Regions from separate parts of the Mus musculus genome. Here region 2 is linked to region 1. A link is a contact called in public HiChIP or PLAC-seq data. All regions are on one chromosome and are shown on one strand. Each heading gives the region's core, a stretch centred on a gene start, on an enhancer-like site or on the middle of the called end of the contact. The rest is flanking DNA. Distances are from core to core; before and after follow the strand shown. Region 1 overlaps Dlgap1 (DLG associated protein 1). Region 2 overlaps Emilin2 (elastin microfibril interfacer 2).

Evidence for each region. HiChIP or PLAC-seq counts read pairs in DNA pulled down with a chosen protein or histone mark.
Region 2: a contact with region 1 is called in a FOXA1 HiChIP or PLAC-seq map of pancreatic cancer cells. The contact joins two enhancer-like sites.

Annotation. Positions count from the first base shown.
Region 1 is chr17:70,778,391-70,781,090 of GRCm38.p6, reverse strand. All of the region lies in intron 8 of Dlgap1 (DLG associated protein 1), which reads right to left. The region is part of intron 3 of Gm41609 (predicted gene, 41609); the gene reads left to right. Among named protein-coding and RNA genes, the nearest start is that of Gm41609, 26 kb to the left of the region's middle. Within about 2 kb of position 1,405, at least 46 of the 459 cell types and tissues checked have an H3K27ac peak or open chromatin away from gene starts, as enhancers often do. A contact at or near this core is called in pancreatic cancer cells, where this site is marked.
Region 2 is chr17:71,266,183-71,268,882 of GRCm38.p6, reverse strand. The region is part of intron 4 of Emilin2 (elastin microfibril interfacer 2); the gene reads left to right. Among named protein-coding and RNA genes, the nearest start is that of Emilin2, 43 kb to the left of the region's middle. Within about 2 kb of position 1,317, at least 33 of the 459 cell types and tissues checked have an H3K27ac peak or open chromatin away from gene starts, as enhancers often do. A contact at or near this core is called in pancreatic cancer cells, where this site is marked.

The DNA of each region.
Region 1 (2,700 bases), core at 156-2,655:
AAACAAGTGGGTGTTTCTGATGAAAAGACTTTCTACAGTGTTGCCACAATGTTTCTATGTGTAACAGTTTTCAAATGCTCTTACAGGTTCTTGCGCAGAAAGGGGGTGGGGGGCGACACAAAGGAGCAACAGCTAAGCATCGCCATCTTCAGTGTGGTGTGGTGTGGTGTGGTGTGGTGTGTGTGTGAAGGCTGGAGAGTTTGAATCCAGGCCTAAGCAGGAACTAGGTAAGTGCTCACCTACAGCGCTACCTTTCTATGCTGACATTTGTTTGCTGTCTGGACCTGCCTGGCGGTCCAGTGACGTTCAAGCCAAGTGGACATTTTAGGGAGGCAAATTCAGTCATACCAGGGCAGAGGTCGTCCGCCCGCCCCCCCCCCCCCCCCCAGTTTCTGGTCATCCTCTTTAGTCCTTTGCTTCCATAGCACTTGTCTTTCAGAACTAAGTCTGGCGACTAAGTTGAGAATGTGACTCTTAGGCCGTTCTTTCTTCTTAGGGGCTTTTGCACCAAGCTCCTGTCAAGGTTCTTGTGGGATCTGAAAATGTATTCCCCTCTGCCACAGCAGTCTTGGTGATTTGTGAGCTGGCAGCATTTCTGATAAAGACCCAACATAACTCATTATACAAAGTAAAGTACAAAAGAAAGGGGCAGGAGACTGAGGTCAAGCCTCCCTGAAAAATGTACTCTTTCCAGTCAGAGCTTCCAAGTGAAGAGTGGGTGCAAGAGACCAACCTAGGCCCTCTACAGGAGCTCATGGTCTTAACTGCTGAGCTAGTACTTCAGTCTCACTGACATATTTTAGCACAGCTTTGCTTAAGTGAAAGTCATAGTCTCTTTGCTTTCTGAGAACTAAATGATCTTTAAAAAACAAAATATACATGCAAAGAGGAAGAAATGGAAAGAGAGAAAATAGAAGGGAGAGAAGAAAGGAAGAGAGGCAGAGAGGAGGGGAAAAGGAAAAGGAAGGGGTGGGCGGGGGGCGGGGGGGGCTCTCTGTAGAATTAAGGGCCATACATTTGAGGTCAGCTTGGATTTAGGCTGGACTTCAGGCTTTTGAAATTTGAAACCTGTGAAGGGCGCGCCTTTAAAACTCAGGTGCTAGGAACGATCTGATTAGGTTACATCATTGTTAAGCAAAGGAAAGAGAACCGAGAAGGGTGGGTGCTGGTTGTTTGGTTGTTTAAGGAGATGGTATGGAGTGTGTTGAACCCAGAATTTCTAGGAGGGCAAAGCAGGGATTGTAGCCTTAGACTTAAAGTGGCTGTTTCTCGGGCCTCTGTTTCTCAGGCCCCTCTCTTGCTTTTTACTTTTTGTTTTAGTATCTCGTTTAGCTGAGATCACTAAGCGCTCAAATATTTACACCTGTGTAAATATGAAGTCACTTGTGATCAAAGGAGGAATCTCTTATAGTGGCTGTCATTGTGGTCAAAGAGAACGGTGGTGTGGCTTCTCTAGAGCTTGTTCGGCCCAGTCATGAGCCTGCTGTGAGCTCTTTCTTTTATTCTGAAAAATAGGGACTTGGGGCTGGTGAGGTGGCTCACTTGATGACCTAAGTTGGATCCCTGGGAACCATACAGTGCAGAGAACCAACTGATTCCTGTAAGTTTTTAATGCCAAGATATCTTTTTGTATGTTTGTTTATAGTCAGCAAACTCTTACGGTCTAAGTACCAAGCACAATGGGAGGGCTGCAGTAGGAGAAGGGGCAGGGGCTCTCTAAGTGGCAAGTGAAACAGAGCAGGGGAGTTTTTTGTTTGTTTGTTTGTTTTGTAAGTCAAAGTGTCTCTGTGTCAATTCTCTTTCCACAAACATATAGGAAAAGATTCTGACTTTCTTTTCCGTTGAGTGCTCACAGGTCTGAATTCACACAGCATTCACTGTGAAACAAGGCTCATGGTCTGACTAGCACAAGTACTGGAGGAAGTACTTGTGCAGTGAGAAAAACTCTGGGAAGCAGGGCCGTGGCTGGGGAGCTTGGTCACTGGGGCTACTGAAGGTAATTGCTATTCCTTATTCCTCTGATTCTTGTCGGCCTCAGGTGAAGAACTGTATCACGTGTTTCCAGTCCAGTGATGCTCTGCCCAAGCACATGGGACCAAGCAGCCATGAACTGATTCTCCTGAAACCATAAAACAAATCTTTGCTACTTGAAGCCAATCTCTGAGATATTTTGATCAAAGCAACATAAATAAGCAGGCAGACTTAAGTCATACAGAAAATTGGTTTCATGTACTTACATATAATAAATAAACAAATCTTTAAAAAAGGGGGGGGCTAGAGAGATGGCTCAGTGGTTAAGAGCACTGACTGCTCTTCCGAAGGTCCTGAGTTCAAATCCCAGCAACCACATGATGGCTCACAACCATCCATAACAAGATATGACTTCCTCTTCTGGTGTGTCTAAAGACAGCTACAGTGTACTTACATATAATAAACAAATCTTTAAAAAAAAAGAAAGAAAATTGGTTTCAGACGTGGGGTTACTGCTATGACTAAAATCTAACCATGTAGTTTTTTGTTTTTTGTGTTTTTTTACCATGTAGTTCTTAAACCTTTTTTTTTTTAAAGATTTATTTATTGTTATATATAAGTACACTGTAGCTGTCTTCAGACACACCAGAAGAGGGCATCAGATCTCATTATGGGGTTGTGAGCCACCATGTGGTTGCTGGGATTTGAACTCAGGACCTTCAGAAGAGC
Region 2 (2,700 bases), core at 68-2,567, 490 kb before region 1:
CTCTCACTGAGGAACAGCTATGGGGAGGGAAGGCCACGTCCAGATCCTGGAACCTCATGAGGTGTGGGGAGAATTCATGGCAGTCAGGCAGCTGTGCTCTGGGCTTTGTCCTAGAGCATGGTGCTCATTTCATAGATAAAGTGTCACCAGGGCCAAGCACGGCTGTGAACTGGCCACTGTGCCCAGGCTTAGCTATCTGTAGTACACAGTCACAGTCTCCACCTCAGATCTCCCAGCCCCTGTATCTCTGGAATGTAGAGTTAAGGTCATGAGTCCCATGTGTTCAGAGGGTAATTGTCCCTTGTGGTCAAAATGCTGTCTGGACTGGGTTCTACAATAATAGGTACAGCCAGATATTTCCAGTTAATTGGCAGTGCTGGACAGCGTGGGAATCTGTGTCCATTCTGAGGCTCGTCTATGCGGAGTTGGAGACGGGTAGGTCTGGAGACAAATCGGTTTCCATGTATCATCCTTCAGTTTGGGGGTCATGCTGTGAGTGCAGATCATGTGGGCTTGGGAGAACTTGTGATGGAGAGGAGCCAAAAATAAGTGAGTGGTGTCCTCTGACTTCCAGCGCCAACAGGCCCAGGAGACCTGGGATCTGGAGTGACCCTGTAGCTAAGGTTGAAGTCACATGTCAACCAGTTAAAAGACAACAGAGTATTTGCTAAGCACCGACTGTAACCGCACGTGAGACTCTCTGAGGGGTGCAGAGATCACACGTGCCATCTCTCCTCAGAAAGCATCCTCAGATCTGTGAGGGGCAATGCAGTCTGTAGTCAAGGAAGGAGCAGGTATTACAGTACAAAGGGCCTGTGGACTCACAAGCTCTCTGTGCACCCCTGGACATAGTAAATGGGGGCTTAGTATGTAGCAAATGTGAATACAAAAGTCTGGCGGAGAGCCAAACAAAAGGGGCCACAAGAACTGGCTGTTCCCCTCACTAGGATCCCCACAGGGCTTCTCAAAGGGAAAAGGCACAGGGCTGAGCCTTCAGGCTGAAGAAAGTAATAACTGAGCATAGTTGAGAGAAATGGCAGGGTGAGCAGTGGGGTGAGAGAATGAGAGAAACTTCTAGAAGAAATGTGAATGGATAAATGAGGAGTGGGTGGAACTCAAAGGCAGGAAGAGGGGGCATTTGGGGGAAGACTTTGGTGTGAACAGGAGTTATATTTTGCCGCGCAATCTCCTACCCCAATCTCCATGGTAGTTATTTTCCGTCATTCCTGGGTCAAGGGCTTGTGCAGGGTAACTAGGCTCTGCTGCTGTCTTGTGTACTCAGCCTGAGTCACCCTCTTAGCTGTGTTTTGTGTTTGGAGGAAGGATCAGGTTCATGTAGGCCACGGTCCTGGAGTTGTGGTGAGCCTCCATGTCGCCCTGCTCCACATGTGTCCTCGTGGGCTTCCTCACATCCTGCCACTCTTAGGTACAGCTGGCAACCGGCCCACAGATGGAAAGCAAAGCTGTGGTCCAGACAGGCGGGGGCAAGGTAGCTTGGAATCACTTCTGCCTCATTCATTCTGTTGGTCACAGCAAACCAGCCTTTGAAGGGTAACACACTGTCATATTGGGAGACACGGCGAGTCCCTCCTCCCATAATTAGAACCAGCCCGGAGGAGGGGACTGGGCCTAAGGTACAGCTTGATGACAGGTCAAGATATAACTCAGGTTCCTATTGTCTGCTCTTGTGAGGTCCATAGGTGGACTCAGTTATGCAGCTGGCCTCAGGAGGGTCTTTCTTGTATCCTATCAAGGCATGTGCTCTTGCCTGGGCTTAAAAAGGATTCATATGCAAAAAAGGCTCTCATTCATATATACACACACACATATATGGACACACATATTTATATATAAACTCATACATGTATATGTGTATATATATATATGTATGTATGTATATATATATATATGAATCTCCTGAGACTCTGATGGGTATACAATTTCTGAAAAATGAACAACTACTACTACTACTACTACTACTATTACTACTACTACTACTACTACTACTACTACTAATTACCATTCATTCTTAGAATGACTAGATCTTGAGATTTCCCTGCCTCCCCCCCCCCCCCCCAGTCCTGGGATTGCAGGTAATCACTATAGTATTTCATTGCTCTTGCCTGCAGCTCTCCTGACTCTTTACATTTTCATTCATTCATTCATTCATTCATTCATTCATTCATTCATGTTTCATTCACTTATTCTCTTACCTAGATCCCAGTCTGGCCTTGAACTCATGGTAATTGTTCTACCTCAACCTCCTGAGTTCCTAGGTCACAGGTATCGCCACACCTGGTTCAGTAGATTATTTAGCAGATCTCTCCTAAGCTCTGTCCTGTCTCAGCCATCATGGATCTGACACTCTAGAGGAAAAGAAGAACAGCCATGGTGGTGAAAGTTTGACTTTAGTTAGCAATCAGTACCCCGAGGAAAGATAAAACAGAATAGATAGATAACGGGAAGCAAGAATTAATTTAGCAGGAAGATGGTCCGGAAGGCTCTGGGACAGGAATGGATTTGTTCTGTTGCAAACCTAAGTGTTTCAGTGAGACAGAAGGTGAGAGGCTGCCATGGGAAAAGAGGGTCAGAATCTGGTTGTGCCACACGATGTGGCTAGGATAAGGGATTTGATATACTATGAGAAACAACTGGAGATGGTGGCTTTCCCCAGCCTTGAAGTCCCAGTTCATCTGTACT